Linked DNA regions of Ovis aries: regions 1 and 2 are each linked to region 3. Evidence: chromatin contacts called from public Hi-C data. All regions are on one chromosome and are shown on one strand. Each heading gives the region's core, a stretch centred on a gene start, on an enhancer-like site or on the middle of the called end of the contact. The rest is flanking DNA. Distances are from core to core; before and after follow the strand shown.

Region 1 (2,845 bases), core at 223-2,722, 340 kb before region 3:
ACCTACTGTACAGCACATGGAACTCTGCCCATTGTAATGTGGCAGCCTGGATGGGAGGGGAGTGTGGGGAAGAACAGATACATGTATATATATGGCTGAGTCCCTTTGCTGTTAACCTTAAACTATCACAACATTGTTAAATCTACTACACCCCAATACAAACACACAACACACACACACATACTGGTGTGTTACACACTAGTGTGCAACTTTGGGCAAGTTACTTAACTTCTCTGAGCCTCAACTTTCTCCTCTGCAAAATGAAAAACCACTAACATATCCACTTCATAATCACTCTGAGGATTAATTAGGGAATAATTTATACAAACTGTGTAGCTCAGAGTTGGCCTGACATGCATCAGGAGTCAAATGGTAGCTATGGGATTCACCAAACCTTAACTATGGTTTACTCCTTTTTATTACCGATGTGCTTCACCTAACGCAGCCCCTTGTCTCACCTGCACTAGCTATGCTGTCTTATTACCTTCATGGCATTTGCCACTATCTTAAACAATCCCCCCATTTTATTCACATTCACAGATTATGTCTCCTCATTAGAATGTAGACTCCTTAAGAATAGGGACTTGTTGGCCTTATTCACCGCTGTAATAGTGCTTTGGCATGCAGCAGATGCTAAACATCACATGTTACTGAACATGCTTTTTCCTCATCTGCAAAATGGAGACCATGATGGTGATAAATCTACCCGTGACTGTCAGAAATTAAGAACAACCAAACCACCATCAATTTTAACTCCTACTCTGATGCACATTAAACAAACATGTGGAAACTAGGCGCGGACCTTGCACCTGCTCTGAGAGCCCTAAACCCAGCGGCTCAGGGGTGGCAGCCACTGCCGGGGCGACAGGGGAGGAGGAGTCAGGGAAGTGGGGTCGGACAGGCGACAGGCAGCATAAGGGACCCGCCTCCAGAGGCAAAGGAGGAAGTGGGCCTACAGGGAAAAAAAAAAGAAGCCGGGCCCTAGCTGTGATATGAGAAATTAAAAGGGCAGCCCTTGCCTTCACGGCTCTAGTGAGGCTTTGGGAACCCCGCTGGAATCGGGGGGACGGGCAGAGGCGCAAAAAGCGATAAAAAGGATCAAGCTTGGAGAGGAGGGGGCAGACCTGTGGCAGTCTCCTCAGCACGCCCCGGGTCTCTGGCCCACTCTGCCATGCCCTGTTCCTCCACGGCCGGCCGACATCCCCGGGCCGCCCTAATCCCACAGAGGCCGGTCCCTCTCCTCTGGCCTTTCCCCTTCTCAGGCCCCTGCTTTCTCTCTGCCCTCCTCGGCCTACTTTTCTCACCGCACGCAAGACTTCTCGCGACTCTCTCAAATCCCCGCCGTCTCCCGACACCCCCACTTTGGCCCACTTACCGGCATTTTGGAGGCGCCCCGGTTTCAAACCCAACGAAGAGAATCTGGGTAGAGATCGGCGGTTCCGGTCTGGCAGCCCGGGCGGGGTAGGCGGAAGTGAGCCGGAAGGGGAGGGCGAGGGCAGGACGCCGCGCTTCCGGCCTCGCAGTATGTGGCTAGCCGCTGCAGCTGCGCGGATCCGACAGGGCACCAGGGGGCGCTCGAACCCTAGGCAGGGGCTCTGAGTATCGCGCCTGCGTGAAGTGTGGGCGAGAATGAGGTGGATTTCGGGGTTACAGAATCCTAGATATATCACCTCTTTCGTTTTTTCTCCAAGACCACCTTTTCAGTAGCATTCCCTGGGTCATCCTAAATTCAGTCCCACTTCACTGCCCTTTCCCTCAGTTCTTATGATTCATGTTTTACTTTTGGGTTTTGTCTCTGTCCATTCGTATGAACGTCAAAAATGCAAGGACTGTCTGTTTTGTTCACTGCTTATATCCCTACACCTGTAACAGGACGGTACAAGGTAAGCATCAATAACATGTGTTGAGTAAGAGAAGGAACTCAGTCCACTGATTTTAAAAAGGAAAAAATGATCACAGAAGGGATTTGTGTACTACTCTTGTGTGATTACGTACTGCGATTCTTTGTGTAATGGTTGAGAAAAAATTGGTTTGAATCCAGCTCCAACATTTATTGGCTGTGTCACCTTGGCAAGTTAACCTCCATACCTCAGTTTCCTCATCTGAAAATGGAGATAACAGTGATTACCTGAGTTTTGTGAGGAAATGAATTGCATGGAATGTGCTTAGAACTTACATGCCTGGAACATACTAAAAGCTAAGGAATTCTTAATCTTTACCGGAAAGCACCTCAGGTTAAAAGCCAAGTTCACTGCTGCTTCTGGCCATTTCTTTTGCCAGTCCCACAGAAGGAATTACTTTGTCCCATGTTCCCACAATTGATTTCTCATTTATATTTCTGGCCAAATTTTACCTTTTAGGAGGAGACTTCCTTGGTGGTCTCAGATGGTAAAGATAGTCTTCCCTGATCGAGCTGATCTACTGGGCCCTTAAGACTAATTATACACAAGGAAACCTCTAATGAGGGTGACTGTGGGGCTACTTTGCTCCCATCAAAAAAGCCTCCTCTTGTGTGTTAGTCACTCAGTCGTGTCCAACTCTTTGTGACTCCATAGACTGTAGCCCACCAGGCTCTGCTGTCCATGGAATTCTCCAGGCCAAGAATACTGGAGTGGGTTGCCATGCCCTTCTCCAGGGGTTCTTCCCTGGAGAACCCTGAACCCAGATCTCCTGAATTGCAGGCAGATTCTTTACCATCTGAGCACACACCAAACTCTCCATAAGGCTAAATGAGGGAGGTATAGCTCAAGCAGGATGAGGAGGGCAAATGAAAAGGTGTCTTATTTTTCTGACTCTCTCACATGACAGTAACATTAGATCAGGGTGTTTTTGCCCTTTGCATACT
Region 2 (3,023 bases), core at 79-2,578, 300 kb before region 3:
TTAAAGGTTGCTTGTTATAGAATCACGATTATTTTAAAAACGCACTGGATGTTCATCACAGAGAGGAGTCCCTTTTTATCAACAAACACCAAGATCATCAGAGCTCCTTTTCAAACCGTTCTTAACTTTTCTGAAAATCAAGGGCACTTTGAAAATCTGATAACAGCTATTAGGCCTCTCCAGCAGTAGCTCCCAAGTTTTCACGTAGGAAGGTCGTAGGGGTACCGACTTATTGGGGGTGAGGGGGTGATGGGTCGGTCCGGGGCAATCCGATGGACAATGAGGTAAAGCTTCCCAAATTCCTCTTGGCCGCCAATAATGGCCCTTTAACTAGAAGAACATACGTACTCACAACATCAGTTCGAAAACTACTAAGGAATTCTACTCTAAAGGGTCGCAATCTCCTGAAGAAGCAAGTAGTTCCAGCAATTCTTAAAAGCCAAAAAAAAATGAAAAGCCAAATCCAGTCCTTTGAGGGGACACCGCCACATTTCAATGGCAGCTGCACGTTATTTCAGGGGAGAAAGGAGACTTATTCCCTTTCCCCAGACAGCAAATTAAAACAGGTAGATAATTCTACTCGCTTCTTCCCGTTTTGCATCCGAGAAGCCAGTTTTCGCCACATGGGGGTGGTAACCAGTGGGTTACCAACAAGCGGGAGGTGCTTTTTGCGGGAAAAGAGCTAGGAAACGTCTGGAAACGGAGGGGATCCCGTGGCTCCTTTCTCCGGGACTCCCAAGGCACAGGCCCAAAGCCTTCCCCGGCTCGGGCGTGCGGATCTCGTGACAGAAGCAGCAGCTGAGTGGCCCTTTCCGCCTTCGGACGTCCTCTGGCCCCTGGGGCCGGGATGCAAGGCCCAGGCTGGCCGCACCCAGAGGTGGCCGCTCTCTTTCCTCCTTTGCCTTTCCCCAGGCACCAGCCCAGGCCGCGGTCGCGCCCGTCACGGCCTCCAGGATCACCCAAGCCCTCGCCCAGAGACTCCCAGCGGCTCCCAACGACGCAGAACCTCAGGCGAGAGGCAGGCCTCCGTGGTCGCAGCTGCGGTACTCACCATCCTGTCACTGGGCTCCGCTCAGTCACCACAATCACCGCCGCCTTCTCTTCCTCACGCTTCTCGGCGACCCGCCCACCTCGTTCAACACCAATGAAAAGAGAGGTCAGCAAGAGACCGTTCTACGGAGGCCTGCGCGGGCCCTTCCCCGCCGTAAAGCGAAGTTGTTCTGTGGCAAATGGGGTGGGGGCAAAATCGCGAAGTTTCGAAGCGCGGGCAACATCCGGGCAACATCTGGCGCCCTCGCTCTGAGGCGTGCCGTGTGACGTTACTTTTTAGGAATTGCAGCCATGCTGAAATGCGTGATGAGCGGCAGTCAGGTGAAAGGTGCAGAGGCCTTTCTTGCCTTCCTGTGTAAAAAAGGGTTTGTGGGCGTGGGGACGTTTCCACCGTGGTCTCATTTCTTGACCTTTGCCTTTGTGCCTAAGGGACTGAAGGCCTGGCCATAGGCAGCATCCACTCACCCAGGGTCCTGTTAACTTCTGAGGTGCAAATGAAGGCTCATCTGCTTTTATTTATGCGTATTATTTATATTCATTGGTGTCCATTAAATGAAGTTGCACCACCGGGACAAGGTAGTGGAAGGGTAGGCCTCAAACTCGGGGTGATAAGGACTGTGTGGGAACTTGGGAAAAATAACGCTTGGACAGTTAAAAGTATTTTAGCGCGATGAGAAAAGCATAAACCTCGTTTTCATTCCAAATTCTACCATTTTTAAAAGTAGGACCTGGGACAAGCCATTGAATCCCTTCAGGGCTCAGTTTCCTCATCTGTGAAATGAGAATAATAACAGCATCTTTATTATAGTATTGTAGGAATGAAATGCAGGTAAAGAGCTCAGTAACAAATGGTAATGTAAAAGAACTAATCCTTATTATAAATGGTACTTTAAACATGTAAGTTACTCCAGAAAGTCTCTGTTTCGAAAAGTAATGGTTTTCTACAGATCATAATCTGAAAATGATCATTGAAAGGCATCTTGTGTCCCAGCTGGCTCCTGCTATGTTGAGGGCATCTATGGATCAGTATTAATGATCAGGAAAGAAAAAGATCCCCATTGTTGCATGTTTTCAGAGTTCTAGAAAGTTCTCTTTTGCAGTGTGTACTTTAGTTCTCAATAAGTGATAATTTGTATGATTCTTTAATTTTGTTTTTCCTCCAGAACCTAAGCACTGTGAGGGTGGGAACTGTAAACCTGTCTTGTTCATTGCTATATCCCCCATTGCCTTGGCTTATACTCTTGGAATCTGCTAGGCGCTCAGTGAATATTAACTGAATGAACAAAAGGTCTTCATTAGCTAGCTCCAGGAAAATGTGGTGAATGTGAAGTGTTAAAAAAGGGCCACTTTCTTTTTTTTCCCTAGTCATCCTGTGTTCTCAGTTTGAGGCCCACACCTCCAGCTCTGATTGTATTCCCCCGCTCTCTTTCTTAGTATGCCATGTGGCTTGTGGGATCTTAGTGCAGACTCCTAACCACTGGACCAATCATAGTATGATGCTCCCAACTCTGATTCTTAAGCGTAATATGATTTTACATTCTAGGATTATTTTTCCTTTTTTTCTACTTTTCCATGAATTGATATAGCCATCCTTTTTTATTGAAACATAGTATCCCATATCTGTTTGATATATATATATATATATATATATATATATATTTTACTTATAATTTTTAAGAACACTAACAGTGTCATACCAAATCAGTCCAGTATTTCATCCAGGGCTAGCTACTCTTTATGACAGGGCATCTAACCGTGTTTTCTGGCAAGATCAAGCATCAGAGATATATCTTGAATGCCTCTAATTTCTCTCTTGTTTTGACTTTGCCGCCTGTGAAGTTATGAAGACCCTTTGAACCATTTTCTATATGCTCTGTTTTCACACTTTTGTTTTTTTGCAGTAAGGGGTATACATTTAAACCAAGTTTAAAAATGCTTTAGTATGGAAATTAGCTTACCACAGTAGTTCGTTT
Region 3 (3,107 bases), core at 570-3,069:
GCCTCTTAATTTGTGTGCTAAAGAGATTTACTTACTTCAGGCATGAGAACTCATTTGGTTGCAAGCAACAGAAAACTCATCTTGGATTATTTTAAGTGAATATGCTGATTCATGTAATTGGACATGACCCAGAGTATCTTCAGGCTTGGCTATATCCAGGGCCTCAAATGATTCCCCCAAGGTCAAATTTCTCTTGAGTTTGTCTTCTGTCCTCCAAGATAGCTTTATTCTTAGGCTCCCTGAAGAGTTGCCAGCCACTCGCAACCTCATTCACATGGGTTAAAGTGCAGCAGGAAACAATTTCTCTCTTCCTGAATGTGCAAGCTTAAATTCCACCATTTATTCTGCTTGGGGTCATGACCTATCACGGAACTGACCACTCAGGCCAAGGCCTTGAGGTTATGCAGATTAGCCAGGGGTCTGGCACTATGATTGGCCCATCCAGAGTCACAGGTTCCAATCTGGAAATGACCAGGAGTGAGGGAGGGTGTGGCTTCCTACTGGAAATTCCAGGTATTGCTACAGGAGGCAGAGGAATGCTGGATGCCCCATAAGCCCACATAAATATTTTTTATGCTGAACTGTCATCATATGAAAAGACCCACATCATACCATTTACTGCGTTCTTACTTTGTGCCTGGTTTAGTGCCTTGCATGCTGAACAACCTGAAATGGCTTCTAGAATTTCTCCTGTTTTCCAGATGAGGAAACCAAGGCCCAGAAACCTGAAATGACTTGTCCAAAGTTAACAAGTGGCCAAGGAGGGAATTTTTGCTGAGATTTGATGGTTGATACAGCAATGCTTTAAACCACTGCACCGTGGGACCCTTCAGCGGGTGGCGGAGCTCAGAGTTTCTAGTTTAGGAATTTAGTTCCTGAAGTCTGGAAGTTGGGGTGCAGTGGATCTTACAGCCCCATGGGGTTCATAGGGTTAGCATTGTTCCCGCCTCTGAATACCTAATGCCTCTCAGTACCACTGGCTCCTGCTTTTAAAAGTGAGGGGAGGTTATCCTCAACAGCTGAAGCTGGGTGAATTTCAATGTAACCCCATCAGAGGACACACTGCCTTGATGCCATTTTGCCCCTCTTCTTTGGGAACACAGGGAGCAAGAGGGTACCAACATGCCAGAACCATCTGCCTGGCTCCTAATAATAAATTGTGAGAGGAACAGGTTTCAGGAAAACATTGCTTTAAAAAAAAAAGCCTCTTCTCACACCCGGGCAGCCATCTGTCGTGTCCTCCTCTGGTGCCAAACTGTGGGAGGAGGGAGAGGGTTCTGCTGGGTCCGGCCCCACCAGCAGGGGTGGCTCACAAGTTTTCTTTGTTTTGCCACTCTGGACAGGGCATTGCAGAGAGAGAGAGGAGCACTTGCTGGCATTGACCTCCCTTGGGTACGGTGTCTGAGGAGAGGAAAAGCACAATTCCTTCAAGATGCCAATGGTGGGTAATAGCTCCTATATAGAGAGGGTTTACTGTGGGGTTAGGCATTGTGCTGTCCACTAAACACATATTAGCTTATGGAATCTTGACAGCAAATCTGTGTGCACCCATTTTATCGATGAAAGACTGGAGACTCAGATGTTAAGTGACTCACCCAAAGTCACACAGCAAGGCCACCTCTTCAGTATGTAATAATGAGGCCCAGCCTCCTCTCCACCTCAGCAACCCAGGGCAGGTTTTCCATGTAACACACAAGCAGTTGACATCACCCACGGGTGGTCTTTCAACTCTAGCTCTGCCCCAAGCACCCTTCTTGCCCTCCACCCTTGAGTTGAAATGTGGGCTTTTCTAGTCACCTAACCTGTTGCTTAATACCCACCCTGTCTCACCCAGAAGAAGCACAGGAGAAAAGACCCTGAAAGTTCCCAGGAACCTTCAGAGAAGACCAAAGGGCAGCTGGTTGAGGGGGAGCTTCGGAAGCTGAGGCAGCAGTTCCGGAAGATGGTGGACAGTCGGAAGTCCTTTAACTTCCGCTCCCAGCAGAAGATCATGAACCAGCAGTAAGTGATGGTCAGAGAAAATTTGGGGTTTTGGTTTCATGGGGCTTGCCTTCTGATGTGGCCTCTGGGGCATGGACCCATTTGGGATAGCTTCAGTGGGGAAAGGAGATATATTCTCAGAGTTCAGGGTGTCTTGGGGACCCCAAGGGGAGCAGAGCACCTATGTTTCAGGGAAGGACCCAAACTAGAAGCCATTGCTGGTTCCTGTTTCTTTCATCACATGGGTTTTGTTCTTCCTTTTCTTGATCTCATCTGTGGCTGGTGGGATGGCTTCCTTCAATTCTTGAGCTACCAAGGGCCACACAGAGAGACTGTCCTTAATCAATTCCAGAATTCTGAGAATCCATCCCAGAATTCTCAGGGCAGGGAGAATCTGATTGTCTCAGCTTGGGTCTGGTGTCTGCTTCTGGCCCAATTAGCTGTGGTCTGGGGGTTGAACTATAGGACGGAAAATAGCTATGGGTATCCCCAGCGGTTCTAGCAGTGAAGGTGGGGAGTTCCCAGAGAAGGGGAAAGCACCCGGCAGTGGATACCCCAAAGGGCATTTCCTGTTTGTGTGACCTTTTGGGATCTTCAAGACTGAATATTTGAAATTGAGTGGCCCGAGAAATTATGCATAGTTTTCCCTGGGCAACAGAAAGGTGCTCTCAGGGTTTGAAGAAGCAAACGTTAAACAGGCATTCTTAGATTCCGTCCAAGGAAAGGTGATTCATTAACTACATCTAAAATGTTTATACAGGCAGTAACTGCCTCTTAGTAGAAAGAAAATCTGACTGTTAGATGATGTGCGGAGTTCAGAGGCTAGAGGAGTTCTTTAGATTTTCCAAGGTTTGGCTTACTCAGAGCCACTGTTGGTCAGTATGAGATCACTCTGTGAATTAGACAAAGGCACCCTTTTTTCAAGATTCTTTACTGCCATCTGTTGGAAACATCATTGTTATGTAGAGATTTTGTTAAAACATGACCAAAGATGCTTACTCCTTGGAAGAAAAGTTATGACCAACCTAGACAGCATATTGAAAAGCAGAGATGTTACTTTGTCAGCAAACGTCCGTCTAGTCAAGGCTATGGTTTTTCCAATGGTCATGTATGAAAGTGAGAGTTGG

The links. Hi-C and Micro-C count contacts between places; a contact is called where the count stands out from the background.
Region 1: a Hi-C map of liver shows a contact between it and region 3, with 3 times the contacts expected there. The contact joins the promoter of ARPC3 here to the promoter of CCDC63 in region 3. A contact is called at or near these places in 2 of 16 Hi-C or Micro-C datasets (hypothalamus and liver).
Region 2: a Hi-C map of liver shows a contact between it and region 3, with 5 times the contacts expected there. The contact joins the promoter of RAD9B here to the promoter of CCDC63 in region 3. A contact is called at or near these places in 7 of 16 Hi-C or Micro-C datasets (blood, hypothalamus, liver and 2 more).

Annotation. Positions count from the first base shown.
Region 1 is chr17:54,365,650-54,368,494 of ARS-UI_Ramb_v3.0, forward strand. ARPC3 (actin related protein 2/3 complex subunit 3) reads right to left here and starts at 1,473. Exons shown (of 8, transcript XM_042234601.1): 1 at 1,376-1,473. GPN3 (GPN-loop GTPase 3) reads right to left here. Exons shown (of 8, transcript XM_042234600.2): 8 at 1,466-2,102. The coding sequence ends at 2,076.
Region 2 is chr17:54,406,458-54,409,480 of ARS-UI_Ramb_v3.0, forward strand. It overlaps RAD9B (RAD9 checkpoint clamp component B), which reads left to right and starts at 1,329. Exons shown (of 11, transcript XM_042234597.2): 1 at 1,329-1,378. The coding sequence starts at 1,342. VPS29 (VPS29 retromer complex component) reads right to left here and starts at 1,124. Exons shown (of 5, transcript XM_027956502.2): 1 at 1,052-1,124. The coding sequence starts at 1,054.
Region 3 is chr17:54,704,100-54,707,206 of ARS-UI_Ramb_v3.0, forward strand. It overlaps CCDC63 (coiled-coil domain containing 63), which reads left to right and starts at 1,820. Exons shown (of 10, transcript XM_027980253.3): 1 at 1,820-2,001. The coding sequence starts at 1,943.